Linked DNA regions of Sus scrofa: all the other regions are linked to region 1. A link is a contact called in public Hi-C and promoter capture Hi-C data. All regions are on one chromosome and are shown on one strand. Each heading gives the region's core, a stretch centred on a gene start, on an enhancer-like site or on the middle of the called end of the contact. The rest is flanking DNA. Distances are from core to core; before and after follow the strand shown.

Region 1 (4,808 bases), core at 1,601-4,100:
CTTTTAAAGGATATAAGTATGTCCCACATTAAAATGGAAAGACTTTCTTAGAGTTCCCTGGTGGCTCAGAGAGTTAAGGATTACTTGTCACTACTGTGGCTTGGGTTTGATCCCTGGAGGGGGAACTTCTGCATGCCAAAGGCTCAGCCAAAAAAAAAGGGGGGGGGGAATATTTTCACCATTAAATTTACCATCAAGACACTGAAAATCAATTCTTCTCTTTGATTCTTAGTTTTTCCTCAATAAAAATATCAGCATGTCCATCAAAAGAAAAAAAAAATCTTACCATAGTGTCCCTACCTAGTCACTATTCAAAAAAGCTACTACATACATGAGAGAAAAACATCTTAATGTAAAAGCTATCATTGCTTATATTCAGGCTTAATGATGTAAGCTGTAGCCTTCAAAAGGAGGATTCTAAAAGTGATTTAAAAGACTAGAAACTTTATGGAGTTCCCATCATGGCTCAGCAGTTAACGAATGTGACTAGCATCCATGAGGATGCAGGTTCGATCCCCGGCCTTGTTCAGTGGGTAAGGATCTGGCATTGGCGTGAGCTGTGATGTAGGTTGCAGTCGTGGCGGATCTTGTGTTGTTGTGGCTGTGGTGTAGGCCAGCAGCTACAGCTCCGATTTGACCCCTAGCTTGGGAAACTCCTTATGCCACGGGTGAGACCCTAAAAAGCAAAAAAAAAAAAAAACCCAGAAACTTTAACAGCCATTTCACTTTAAAAGCCATTTATGTGCTCCCATATTTTGGGTTAGAATTGTTAAAGATTGCTTACTTATTTATTTTCAGCGATTGCTATACATCCATAATGTTATACCCACATTCACTTCCTCATTCAGAGAAATCAGAAGAGCAAACACACTTTACACATCACAAATAAGATTGATGTTATGCGGCAAATGCAGACTTCCAGGCACTTTCAAAACAAAATTGCTTTAAGATACTAGCCAACTAAAATTCCCAACTAAAATAGTTAAATTCCATTCTCAAAACTACTTTCCTAGAAACAACACTCTTCGAAGCTGAGAGATCCTTTAACTGTGTGCAAGAGTACCTGACGGCTATGCTAATATGCCACTGAGGTAACACTGTTGCTACATACTATTGTGCAGCATCTTTAAAAATTGAGAAAACAGCCATTCTAATTCAAACAGAGAGAATTGTTCATGCTCTAAACTATCATTAGATTAGCAACGCTAAAACTGCTTGACATGTCACTTTCCCTAAAACAAACAAAAATACTTTGACAATACTGTGTATCAACGGACATTACGTGCTTTAAGCGTGTGATCATATAAAGATCTAATTTTCAACCAGTCTCCATGTTGCACCACTGTCAAAACACTGTATCAAAGAGCTAAATAGGTAGGACTGTTTTAAAGAAATACTTCCTGAAAATTATATGACTAGCCTACATTTTAAAAGAAAACTTCGTAGTCGTTTCTGAAAAGAACGCTTAAGAATCTCCCTTTCTCTGATGCTAAAACATTTTGCAGTCAAGTTCTTGGTCTGGCCGAAAAACGTCAATACTCCTGATTTTATCATTTGCTTCAGGGGGAAAAAAAAAAAAAAAAAAAAGAATATGGCTGAAAATCCTTTCTCAAGTGGTCCTATTTTAAACAGGACCACTCAAAACACCTAAGAATACGGAGTGGAGAGAAGGGTGGAGGGAGGGTACCTTGTGAAACAGCACACTCCCGGCCCTGCACACTACCTCATTTCCCTAATAGGAATGAAAACCTCAGGCCTCTGGTAGCTTCCAGCTGACGCCAAAGCTCTCCACACCCCTTTTTTTGACAGGATTTTCTGGCTTTGGAGGCTGTGTCACAAATATAAATTCTGTGATCACATCTAAACGGTCTAAAAGTCAAGCATCTTCTACAGGACCAAACCCTTCCCGATCCCGTTCTCTCCCATCTACCTCCGTGGCCAAACACACCTAGGCGGGTCCCCTAGACCGAATTCTACAATTCCTGCAGCGCACTAACTCGGAGGCAGAGACCATACAGAAAATGAGTTTCGGCCATTCGCCTCGCTGAGACCGAAATTACAGGCTCCACTTCCTGTCCCCAAGGGGGCCGCAAAATCGCCTGCGGAGAACGGGACGCCTCCCGCCCCTCCAGGCTGGCGCACGCGGCCCCCGCGCTCCCCCTGCCCGGGCCCCACGGGCGCCAGCTGCTGGCGGGGACCTCGGGCGCCCTCCCCCCACCTCCCGGCACCGGCACCCACCTCGCTGCAGCGGCTTCATCTCCCCGTTCTCCTCGCGGGCAGCCCCGCCGGCCTCGCCCGCCCCTCCGAGGCCGTGCCTCCTCCTTTCCTTCTCTCGCTTTTCCTTGGGTCTGCGCGGCTTGGCGTTGGCCGAGGAGGCGGCGGCCGGCAGCAGGAGATGGTGAGGTTGAGCGTGCAGCAGCGTAGGAGGAACCAGCAGTTTGCGCGGCACGGGCTGAGACGAGGAAGCGGAGGCTGAGGAGGGGACAGCAGTGCCAGAGGAGAAAGAGAAATTGCTCCGAGAGGAGGATGGGGTAGGGACAGCAGACAGAGCGGCGAAGCTCCAAGAACCAGAGCTGCCATAGCTCTGAGGCGAAGGTGTCGCGGGCGACTGCAACAGCCTGCTGTTCCCGCCGCTGCTTCCTTCTCCGTTCAGCCTCCTCGGCGTTTTCTTTTCCTCAGTCCGGATCTTCTTGGCGGACAGAGGACCCGATGGGTCCCGAGGGGGGAGTTGCAGCTTGCCAAAGGGTTCTTTCTCCGAAACGGCGGTAGCGGCGGGGGCGCCGTGCACTGTGCTCGGCGGTTCCGCCATTTTGCGCTCCTGTTGTATTTACTCTCCTTCGCTCCCGGGCGCGGGGCAGGGGCGGGCACTCCGCGAGAGGCGGGAAAGGGGCGGAGCGGCCGGGCTCTCCATTCGGCGAGCCACCCTGAGGGATCTCTCTAAGAACCAATCAAAGGAGCGAGTCTCGAGCCGCAGTGGGGAGTGGGGGGGGATCGCCTTGCGTTCCCTTTTTGGAGTTCATCCGACCGCGGGGCGCGGCTAATGGCCCAGCGAGCAGTGAAGGGAGGGTCTTCCTGCCAGAACTCGGGTGCCCCGCGAGCGTCTGAGAACCCCAATTCCAGATCCCAAAATCTGTCCCGGCCAGGTCGCGGTCGTTTCTGCCTCGACGACTTTGTCGTGTACCACTTTCCCTTCTTTTTTCCCTGAAGTACCTTTGGCCCCTCCTCTGCCTGTTCCCGCTCAGAAGCCGAATTTCTGAGCCAACTCAACTCTGAGGAGAAAAATTTGCCTGAAATTAAATCCTTGCGTCTATCAGGCAATAATCGATTGATGGCAGGAGCTAAAAAGTCACTTGTCTTGAGAAGTAGTGCAGTTTTGCTAAAATCGTCATCTCTAATGCTCTGAGGGAGGTAACTTCCTGAAGACCCAGAACTTTCTTGCGGATTGCTTACTACCAAGCTTGAAGGTAAGACTCTCCTGAAGAATTTTTTTTTAACTATTGCTTTTGGACTCTTAAAAATTTAATTTTATTAGCATTATTGTAGCTCACATCCGCTGAGAAAAATTTATTGGCGGTACCTATAGATGTTTAAAAAGCAAGGATTTTTTAAAGTGTATTTTAGCGTTTCGTTAGCATTCTGTTCAATGTTTTGTAAGCCGTGTGCTTTGTAACTTAGAAGATGAGGAGTTTGAGGAGATGGTTACAGTCATTGCATCCAAAGTGAAGAACAGGATATTTACTCCAAGATCTTCAGGAGATCAAAAAGTCAAAGTAAAAATAGATGAAGTAAAATCAAGAGAAAAATCAAGTAAAATCAAAGTAAAATCACGAGATGTCCAGTTCCTGTGGTGGCTCAGCAGAAATGAATCTGACTAGTATCCATAAGGATGCAGGTTTGATCCCTGGCCTTGCCCAGTGGGTTAAGGATCCACTGTTGCCATTAGCTGTTGATGTAGGTTGCAGACATGGCTTGGATCTGAGGTTGCTCTGGCGTCTTTGATTTGAGCTGGGACATGGGAACCTCCATATGCCACAGGTGCAGCCCTAAAAAGCCAAAAAGCCAAAAAAAAAAAAAAAAAAAGATGACCAGTTGGAGGAGAGTTTGAGTCCTCAAGAGAGCCCTAAATTGCATATAACTTTGTGGAAATCAATTGAAAGTAACTTTTCAGGATTACCAAGTCTGGAGACCTCATGAAGTTTGAAATTTTTTTTTTTATTTTCACTTTGGGGGGTTATGGGAGGTTGGCTTTTTAGATATTTTGGAGTCAAAATTTAATATTGGTTTGTAGACCTTTTTTTAGTTGTCTAGAATTTTTAGAGTAGTGAAAAGCATTTAGTGCACTTCCTTCAATGCATGACAGTGAAAGCAACTGTAAACTTTATAGTTGGATTTGACTGGCAGTAGGTGTCTTCCTGAAAGGTGTCATTGGTAGAAGAATGGATAAAGAGTAGAGGAAGTCATCTGCTACTGACTAGCTTTGTACTCTCAGTAAGGGTGCCCTTTATCTATCAAAACGTTTGTTTTATTTGTTAAGTGAGTAAATTTGATTACATGATCACTGAGATCCCTTCTTTATTTAAGGAGATTTTCAGAGTTCCCTGGTGGCCCGTGGCTTAAGGATCCAGTGATGTCACTGCTGTGGCTCAGGTCACTGCTGTGGTGTGGGTTTCATCCATGGCCTGGGCATTCCCAAGTGCTGGAGGCGCAAGGGTCACAGAGAGCTTTTCAAAAATCACACTGAAATCATTAGAATAAAAATAGCTTCTTAATTGTTAACCCTCCAGATATAGATAAGAGTCTCTTATATA
Region 2 (4,808 bases), core at 1,442-3,941, 480 kb after region 1:
GGGACAGGAGCTCCTGCAGTCCAGACCCTCCCTTGCCTCGTACTCTGCATCTCTTCCATCTGGTAGTTCATCTGTATCCTTTATCAAATCCTTTGGGAAGGTGATAAACTTAAATGTTTTCCTGAGCTCTGTGAGCTCCCCTAGCAAATTAATTGAACCTGGGAAGGTCAGTCGTGGAAATCTCCAATTTGTAGCCAAATTGGATAGAAGTTGTCAGTAATCTGAAGACCTACTAGTGATTGGCATCTGAAGTGGATGGGAGCAGTTTGTTGGAACTGAGCCCTTGATCTGTGGAATCTGACATTAGTATCAAACTTAGTTAAATTCTGGGACATCGAGCTGGTGTCACTTGTTGTGGGGGAAAACCTCCACACATTTGGTGACTGGAAGTGTCAGAAGTGAAGTTACATGAGTAAAGGAGACATATATAGAAAGAAAATTGTGGGGTTTTCCTTATAGTTATGTCAAGGAAGATTTCCCATATCATTGAATAATCTTCAAAATAGAATTTTAAGTTGATGTATAATACTCCAGATGTATACTAATTCATGTAACAACCTCCTATTTTTGGACTTTTAAACTGCTTCAATTCTTTATTGTCATAAGTAACCCTATAAAACAAAATTCCTCGAACTAAGTTTTCATGAATATCCCTAATTTTATGCTTATGTTAAATTCTAAAAAGGACAATTTCCAGGTCATTGATACACATTTATTTAAGGTGCTTTATGCATATTGCTAAACTGAACTCTTTTAATAACTTACACCCTTATCATGTGTATATGTTATGACCACAGGAATGGCTATTTAAAAGCTGAAGGTATAAAAATATCTTACAAGTAAATTCTCTGCATTTTAAACCCAGATGGTCTGAAAAGTAATTTTTCAGTGATTTTCTCTCATGTTATTTTGTATATTTGAAAATAGTAGAGCAATGATTTTGCCACATAAACAGTTATTGTTCAGTTGCCAATTCCACTAACTTGGTTTGTATAAGAAAAGGAAAAATTATCATGGAAACAAAATTATCTATTGGAGTTCCTATTTAATGTAAAAATATTTGGCATGTGTACAACAAATTTGAGTGTATTCTCAACTTTCTTAAACCAATGCCTTTTTCAAAAGTTAGTTCCATGTGTTTTCATTAAAAAGACAGTTTGAAGAGTAGTTTGAATAATGATGACCAAATAAAACACAAAGCTAAGAACTAGTAGTATTCAGTGGGAACTTAATACTAAATAAAGCTAAAAGCTTGCACCTATCGTGAGCCTTCACAAGGTGAAAGGAAGGACTGGGGCAAAAAGGAAAAAGGATAGGATAACTTAAGAAAAACAGTGAATTTTTAAAAAGGTAATGGCTAGCAAAGAACCCTGTGACTTGAGCCCATGAGGACGTTAGCCCATCTCTCTATCACTATAACTCCCAGTAATTCTGGTCATTGCACTTGACCAAGGACTTCAATTTTTAAGGCATTCAGTTTCAGCTGTTGCATTTTACTGAATGTCGCTGTTTGCAGTGTATCTTTGCTGAATAATTTAGGGAATAATTTGTAGGAGGAGGAAGGGGCACAGAGAGAGAGCGATAGATAGAAAGGAGGAAATATATCTTTCCTCATTTTTAAAATTGCCCACCGAATAATAAATGGTAAAGCAGACCTCACAGAGTCATTTAGCACAATCCTTCTTCACCTAAAGCTAAAGAAATAGAGGTAGGTAACAGACAGACAACGGCAGAGCCAGGAAAATAACGAGTTTCGTACTCTTCCCATTGCACTGTGTTGACTCACTCCGTGTCTCTCTCTCTCTCACTCTCGTATATTTTTAGTCCTAAAACTGAGGATCTTTTGTAGTCAAAGAGAACAATGCTGCTGTCAACACCAGTCCTGATCTCTCAGATTTTTCTTGGTAACTTAGCGTATATGCTATAAAATAAAAATACTGTAATTTAGACAACAGTTTGGTAGCCAATGCATCGTGTTCACACCCATTATCTCATTTGATCCCTGCAAAAACCCTTTGAGGCAAGGCAAGGGAGGTATTATTGGCCTCATTTTAAGAACCAGCATTAAAACCCATAGACATTCAATGACTGGCCTAAAATCACTTAGAGTCAGGAAGGGGAAGGAATTCTAATGCTATCCCTACATTTGCTGTAAAATATGGAGTTTCCTCAATAAACACTAATCTGGTCTTTACCCTCTTGCGGAGAGATTCTTCGTACAGGGTACCGCGCACGAGTTCAGTGAGGTCTAGATCTAACCACTCACTGAGGATAATGCTATTTTGATCTTGTTCTCACCTTTAAAAGCGCAGTTTCTTATCACTTCCCTTGGTTTTGATCCTTATTTAAATTCCTATTTTTTTCTGTGGATATGGCCTCCTGGGTCTCACTCCAAAACTCCACCCTCTCCAAAGAAATCGCGTCCTCGGTATCCAAGGAAACCATACAGACTTGCCCATCTTGCGCCTTCTACGCTTTCCATTGGCCAGTTGGATTCTTATGTGGATTTCCCCTCCCCCCCGCCCCCAGTCCCTCCAATGGCTAATGGGCTTGATAGAAAGGGCGCATGCCTTCCCAGTCCTATCTAACACCAGCTCTTACTACGCGCACAGCTCTGCGCATTGCCTCCTGGGACATGTAGTTTATAAGTTGCAGGAGCCCTCCGACGGCTGTCCTCCATTAGAACTACCTATCCCATTGGCCTTTGCGAAAGGGGAGGAGTAGGCGAGGAGTCCCTGGTCACTGTGATACTTAGAACTTTCAAATTACAATTTGCCGCCAAGGCGTGTGCAGCTGAGGTTTAAGTTGCTGAGGGAAGTGGGCGGCCTTGCCCTTGCGTCAGCAGACCCTCTCTAAAGTCTACTTTCTGACTTGAGCAGGCACAGTGGCCGGGTCCACTGGCTACGGAGAGACTGGCCTGTGACAGGTGATCCTAGGGAGCGTGAGTGGGGCGCGCCATGTTCACCCTCCGCTGGGGATGGGGGCTGGGCTGCCTCCGGCTCTGTCAGCTGCGAGCATGGGCCCCCGAGGCCTCAGTGCCCTGGGCATGTGGGGCTTGTCAAGCCCGGATGTACGGCTCAGGTGGGTCCAAGCCCGAGGTCTCTCCGTCTGGCCCCGCGCGCCCGAGTCTGAAAGAGTGGGCGCTGATGGTGAGCCCTTTCGGTCGGCTGCGGGCACGGCTTCCATGCCACCTGGCCGTGAAGCCCCTGGACCCCATCTCCCACCCGGACAACAACCACGTGCTGGTGGCGGTGAGTGGAGTGGAGGGCGCGGCGCAGGCCGTGGCCGGCCTGCAGGTGACATACGACGAGGCGCAGAAGGAGGTGATCATCGTGTCCGACGTCATCGATCCCCAGGCGTCTGTGGAAGTGAGCGCGCCCCTGATGTTTGGCAAGTGAAGTTAAAACCGGTTTGGGTCCCAGGGCACACGTAGCGCTATCTTGAATTAGGCCGACGTGCAGTTTTAATTGGTTTTTTGGATATGACTTTCCAACGTAATTTACAATTTTCCCCTTCGGAAGGGAAGATGCCCTTTTTTTTTTTTTTTCTATTTTGGGAATTAGGTACTCAATTACAGCAATTTTATAAATTGAATGGAAAGATGAATATATAAGTAACATTTGTGGAAGCCCTTATATTCTCCTTTGGCACTTTGTATCTATTTCTGTCACTGCACTTTGTCAATAATGAAGTTTTTTTTCAGGGTTAGATTATCTTGATAATCTATTCTCTGGCAAGCAGTCCACCTGCATTTCCCCTTGCTCACCGTCTGGGGTCTCTGTCTCAGAACAGCCTTGTCTGTATGTTCCATTTAACCCAGACCGAGTGTTTGGTTTCTAACAGGCACTCAGCTTCTTATTGAAAACGTCACCGTTCACTTTGGCCTAAATAAATTTTCTGTTAGTAACAGGCTTTGAAGAAAGAACACATAGTAAGACTGCCTGGGAAACTTGTGTATAGTATGCAGCACTTTTCTAGGAAAATATTCCCAGGCTTACTGCCTTCCTGGAACTGAAGGAAGATTTTGACCATGATCATAATAGCAGCTAACACTTAAGAGAATCTCTTTTAATCCTTACAGTTGCACTATATTTTAGCTGCTGTTATTGTCACAGTTTCAGATAAGTGAATTGAAATACAGCAGGTTTCATATACCAAGTATTTATTGTGGGCCAACAAGTAGAAAAAAAAATCCACGCCTTCATGAAACTTTATTTCTAGTGGGGATACATCAAGGACTATGCCCATTTTCTCTCAGATGTAAAGGGTGGAACTGGGATTTGAAATGACTGGAGTCTGTTCAACCACTGTACCTGAATGCTTCTTAACTTCTTTTTAACTAGCCTGGATAAGAGACCCTGATTTCAAAATGTTTTAGACTGAGGTAAGGAGGAAGATTTGCCAGTATATTATGTGGTACAAAATAGACTGAGTATTGAAATAGAGATAAGTAAAATTTTGTGACAGCTCAGATAAAAATGGAATTACCCAAACATTTTTGTTGATTCTTCTTTTTAGAGCCAGAATCTAATTTCCAGTTTACTCTTTCTTTTTTTTTTTCTTTTTCTTTTTCGGGCTGCACCTTCAGCATATGGAAGTTCCCAGGCTAGGGGTCAAATCTGAGCTGCAGCTGCCAGCATACACCAGAGCAACACAGGAGCTGAGATGCATCTGTGACCTACACCACAGCTCACAGCAATGCTGGATGCCTAACCCACTGAGCGAGGTCAGGGATGGAACCCTCGTCCTCATGGATACTAGTCACAACAGGGAACTCCCCAGTTTACTGTTTCTATGTGTATACTCCA
Region 3 (4,808 bases), core at 1,717-4,216, 260 kb after region 1:
CTTTAAGTCTCCATGGCCAAGGTTTAAGTCTCCAAGTCTATGCTCTGCTCTGGATTTTAAGAAAGATGATGGTTAATTCTTTTTTTTTTTTTTTTTGACACCTCATTGCCACAGTTAATTTTTAAATTCTTCAAGAAGCAGAACTATTTCTACTCTATCCAAAAGCCAGTTCCAGGGCTTAACAAATCTGAGGCAGCTTTCTTTTCTTTTTTCATTTTTTGAGGTATATATTTAAAGTGTATAATGCATAACTTGATATAAATATACATTGTGAAATGATTACCATAGTCAAGTTAACACATCCATCAATGAAGCAGCTTTTTAACTAAAGAAGACAGGACAGTCTCCAGTTCTGCTTTCTCTAGAGTTGAAGGATAATACATCAGTATTCTTTTCCTATTAAGCTTTCACAAATTTTAAACGAGTCACTAGTTTTTTTCCTTAGCAAATTATCTCCAAAGCTCAGCCATTCATATACTTCCTTCATGCTTTTGGCCACATCTTTCTGGTGTCTTACTATTTCTCACATACTCTATGTTCTTTTTTATTTAAATTTACTTGGAAGTGAAATTTTACATAATCACTGCTTGATGAGGATTATAAAATCAGTCTTGCTTGCCAAAAATAGAGGTTAACTGTGAAAAAACCAACAGAAACTTACTGAATTTTTTAAATAGGCAAGTAACATGTTTCTGTATGAAAAAGGCAACACGCTCCATTTGCTATGAAACATTCATTGCAGTAACTCCCCAGGACCTCAGTGGCCTCCCTGTTATGCACTAGCAATATTAGCAGTGCCATTAAGCATTTCTATTAAAGCTTCATACACTTTGCAGGTGGGGTGATTTTCCTACATATCTGATGGTAAGTAGTGGAAAATGGCCTGAAATCATCCACCACCTCAGTTGGAGAAACATATCCCTAGGGCAAATTCAAGAGTTTCTTTTACCTTTATTTGGAGAAGTGTTTCAAACCTTATGGAGCCTAAAAATCACCAGAGGCTCTGGCTAAAAAGCACACTTCTGTGCCTAGCCCAGATCTAGACCTGAGCCCAGGAGTCTGCATTGTAAAACCGCTTCTCACATGATTGCAATTCATGTAGTTTTCAGACCCTAACTTTGAGAAACTTGTGACAAAGTGTTCCTTAGTCTATTTCTGAATTGACTCATTCTTCAATAACAATCCCGCCCCTTGTAGATGCTCTGTTAGCTGGTGCAGGGGTGTGTGCAAAGGGTCAAGATTCAATTCCTGTCTTGGTACAGTATTTGACTGTCAAATGAGGTGTACTAGCAACACCTCTCTAGGAGTTCCGGGTTAGGGAAGGTTGCTGTGGGCTGAAGCAGTGCGAAGGCTTTGTGGATCCAGATGGGAACAGTTTGGCGATTTTTTTTTTTTTTTTTTTTTAAGAGGGAGGAAGGTGGCGTTACAGGGGTTTTGGAATCAGGCCAACCTGCAGCTAAAGGTCTAGGCAAAAAGGCCAGAAGGGTCAGGTAAAGTATAGAGACTTTATCCTGTGGTGGTCAGCTGCTGCTCAAGGTCTGCCACATGGGGACATGAAGACAGCTTTATTTCAGGGAGAGTAATAACCTGGTTTTGATGTTCACCATGGACTAGATCTGCATCAGAGGTGGGCAAGCAATTCTGATGGTGTGCACTTGGGAATGAAAAGAAACCTGAGTGGCAAGATAAAGAAAACAGTGGGCTTATTTTTAGGGATAGGGATGAGAGGATGCCCAAAATGACAGGTCCACCTGGAAGTAGAGCACTTTTAAAAGACTAAGCACAGAGGGAATTCCCCCCTCCCCGCCTTTTTAACTTAAAAGTTTTTGTTTTTTTTAATTATGGGTGATTTACAATGTTCCTTCAATTTCTGTTGTATGGCAAAGTGACCCAGCCACCCATACATACACATTCGCATTCTTTTTTTTTTTTTTTTTCTTTTTTCATCATGTTGTAGCTTAAGAGACCAGACACAGTTCCCTGGGGTGTACAGTAGGACCCCATCAACCATCCATTCTAATCATAACAGTCTGCATCCACCAACTCCAAACTCCCGGTCAGTCTCCCTCTCTCCCGCACACTCCTTTGGCAAACACAGGTCTGCCCTCCCTTAATTTTTTTTTTTTTTTGTCATTTTCAGGTCCTCTTCCTGGAGATTCCCAGGCTAGGTGTCTAATCGGAGCTGTAGCCGCCGACCTACACCACAGCCCACTGCAACGCCGGATCCTTAACCCCTGAGCAAGGCCAGGGACTGAACCCGCAACCTCATGGTTCCTAGTCGGATTCGTTAACCACTGAGCCACGACGGGAACTCCTGCCCTCCCTGAATCTTTAATGCAGCCTCCTTGAAGCCAGTGTAGGGAACCGTGTAAACAGGCAGAGGCCCTGTTTGTGTTGAGCTGGTTGACCCTTTCCAGCGTCTCCGTATGTCTCTCAGAATCTTGTTCACACACTCCTCGCTGCTACTTACCACCTAAATACCACTAATAAAACACCCTCACCCTGAAATCGGGTCGAATAGGGCCAAGCGGCCGCCTGCTTCAATCCCCGGTGGCAGTGAACTTGAACTTTCTCAGGTGAATCAGCTAGTAATACCTCCGTCTAGCCACTTTGCTGCACAGTGGAATCACCTGGGGATTAAAAAAAAAAAAAAAAAACTCAAAGCAAGTCCCAAAACGCTTAGCGCCCACATGTAACGTGCAGCATAGCTTGGAAACCATCGGTCTAGCGACTTCTCCACGTCTCTTAAAAAACAAATCCTCGGGCCCTCTGGGTCCTCCGCCCTGGGAGTACAAGCGAAGGTTCCGGGCCTCGGTGGCCCTGGTCCCCGCGCCGCAGTCTCCCTCCCTCCCAGCTCGGCGAGGGCAGCCCGTGGTTCGGGTGTGCGGCGCGGGCCGGGCCGGGAGGCGGCGGTGCCGGGGCTTCTCCCGCCCCGACGCGACGGAACCGAAAGCGGCGGGCGGGGGAGAGGAAGGAGGGGCGGACGCGGTGGCGCGCGGAGGGCCGGGAATGTCCGAGGCGCGGGGCCCCAGAGTCGCCCCGAGGCAGCGTCCGGGCGATGGCTCTCCGTCTTGTCGCCGACTTCGATCTCAGGAAGGACGTGCTACCGTGGCTGCGGGCGGCGTCAGCGGCCGCTGCGCCCGGAGGCGGCGGCCCAGGTGCCGGAGGCGCGCGTCTGGGCGGGGTGGGGGGTGGTGGCAGGAGGAGGCGGTCAAGGCTGGGGACTCGGAGTCGTTCGTACCTAGAGGGTTCCGGGCTGGGCCAGGGTGGTGGTCGCCGGCCGGACGGCGGCAGCCTGTGCCCCCTACCAAGGTTGGTGCCGAAGGCGCGAGCTTCCCTCTTTGAATCTGGGCTTTGCCACTGTCACCCGGCCACCGGGGTGAAGATTGGAGGGCAGCCCCCGGGGAGGATCTCGGCCGAGCTGCACTGCTTCTTCTTGCGAGCCCTCCAGCTATGGGCTTACTGGTTGCCCATAGTAAATCATCTTCAGCAGAAAGCCTGGGGACACTAGTGGTACCTTTAGCATCAGGGCAAGGCGTGGAGGAGCTGCTGCCCAGACTCCGCTCCTCCAGCCCCAGGCTGCGGGGAGTTGGGAGGGTGGTTCTCGCTGCTTCATTCACATCTAACCTGCCTGAAAAGATTTATCACCCTGGTGAGGGCTCTACCAAGACTGGGGGCTCCTGGAGCTCTCGAGTCAGGAGAAAGAGAAGATGAATCACGGCCACCAAGAAAATCACCATATGAGTACTTAATAGTTGCACAGTTTGCCCTCACTTTTGTGAGACGTGTTTCTGTGTGAACAGTGTCCATAATTTAGGGGACATGCCACTTCAGAGGTGAAGTGTCAGAGGGTAGGGGACCGATTTCAGTCTGTGAGCAGTGAACTGAGAGCCTGCTCTTTTCCAAAGCCTCAGGCCCATCACCACCATTCCAGAGACCACCTGTGCAGGCCAGCAAGGGGCAAGACACCAAGTGATGCCCAGTTTCTTCAGGATGGATTGGAATGCATTCTGGACAGTTGGGCTTTGGTTTTAGAAATTTTTTAATTTTGATGGAGTGAAAAGTGACTTTTGAGTCTTCTCAGCATTGATCAATCAAAACTTTAAAGAAGGGGAATTCTGTGATTTCCCAGGTTGTTTTTTTAAGAAGGGAAGTTTCCTGTAAATAAGTGTTTCATCTTCAGGGCTTAAGTTCAGGTTCAAAGCACTGATACCCTGGATCCCAGTTGTGCATAGGAGCTAGCCAATTCAGTTTGTCTCTTTGGTTTTCCTTAAACACTGTAGACTGCTGGAGGGCATTTTTGGGGAGGGCTATCAAAATATCCATGTCTACAACTCCTTTCCCCTTAACCCTGGTGAAAGTTTTCTATCCCTACTGTTTATCTTCACATTATCCTATGGCTTTAGCAGGATATTTGTATGGTTCCTTGTCTTGGCATTTTGGTTATTGGTCCCAAATAAGGAGTTGTGTTTGTCTAGCTCAAGGCTTGAGTTTGACTAGTGAGTTTGACTAATGACTAGTGTCATTATTAGTAAAACTTCACTTTGGGAGGAAATTTTTAAAAGTCTCCTGAGCATCTAAAGAATTTTTGAAGGTTTAACTTTTGAAAACACACCAAGGAGCTCTCAGTCTGCTTTCCATCACAAAGTGGTCCTTTCTCTGGACCTCCATCTTAGATAGCTAAGTGGCAGGTTTCTGAAAATGAGAAGTTAGATGAAGTGTGAAATGCCACAGTCTTGTGTTTCAGTAACGTGTGTTGTGATCAAAACGCTGTGTATGAGCTAGTTAGGTTTTGGCTTCCTTGTGTC

The links. Promoter capture Hi-C pulls out the DNA fragments that hold promoters and counts their contacts. Hi-C and Micro-C count contacts between places; a contact is called where the count stands out from the background.
Region 2: a promoter capture Hi-C map of liver shows a contact between it and region 1, with 2.9 times the contacts expected there. The contact joins the promoter of FAM185A here to the promoter of RSBN1L in region 1. A contact is called at or near these places in 1 of 5 promoter capture datasets (liver) and 3 of 47 Hi-C or Micro-C datasets (heart right ventricle and skeletal muscle).
Region 3: a Hi-C map of heart right ventricle shows a contact between it and region 1, with 1.8 times the contacts expected there. The contact joins the promoter of GSAP here to the promoter of RSBN1L in region 1. A contact is called at or near these places in 1 of 47 Hi-C or Micro-C datasets (heart right ventricle) and 1 of 2 datasets of contacts at active chromatin or transcription factors (alveolar macrophages).

What each region holds. Positions count from the first base shown.
Region 1 is chr9:102,432,365-102,437,172 of Sscrofa11.1, forward strand. RSBN1L (round spermatid basic protein 1-like protein) reads right to left here and starts at 2,851. Exons shown (of 8, transcript XM_021102552.1): 1 at 2,239-2,851. The coding sequence starts at 2,809. LOC102167692 (a long non-coding RNA gene) reads left to right here and starts at 2,162. Exons shown (of 4, transcript XR_002347076.1): 1 at 2,162-3,464.
Region 2 is chr9:102,917,255-102,922,062 of Sscrofa11.1, forward strand. FAM185A (protein FAM185A) reads left to right here and starts at 2,692. Exons shown (of 10, transcript XR_002347078.1): 1 at 2,692-3,390. CCDC146 (coiled-coil domain-containing protein 146) reads right to left here and starts at 2,504. Exons shown (of 20, transcript XM_021102558.1): 1 at 2,299-2,504.
Region 3 is chr9:102,691,880-102,696,687 of Sscrofa11.1, forward strand. It overlaps GSAP (gamma-secretase-activating protein), which reads left to right and starts at 2,967. Exons shown (of 32, transcript XM_021102559.1): 1 at 2,967-3,158. The coding sequence starts at 3,059. LOC110262246 (a long non-coding RNA gene) reads right to left here and starts at 3,531. Exons shown (of 2, transcript XR_002347079.1): 1 at 3,242-3,531; 2 at 31-2,630.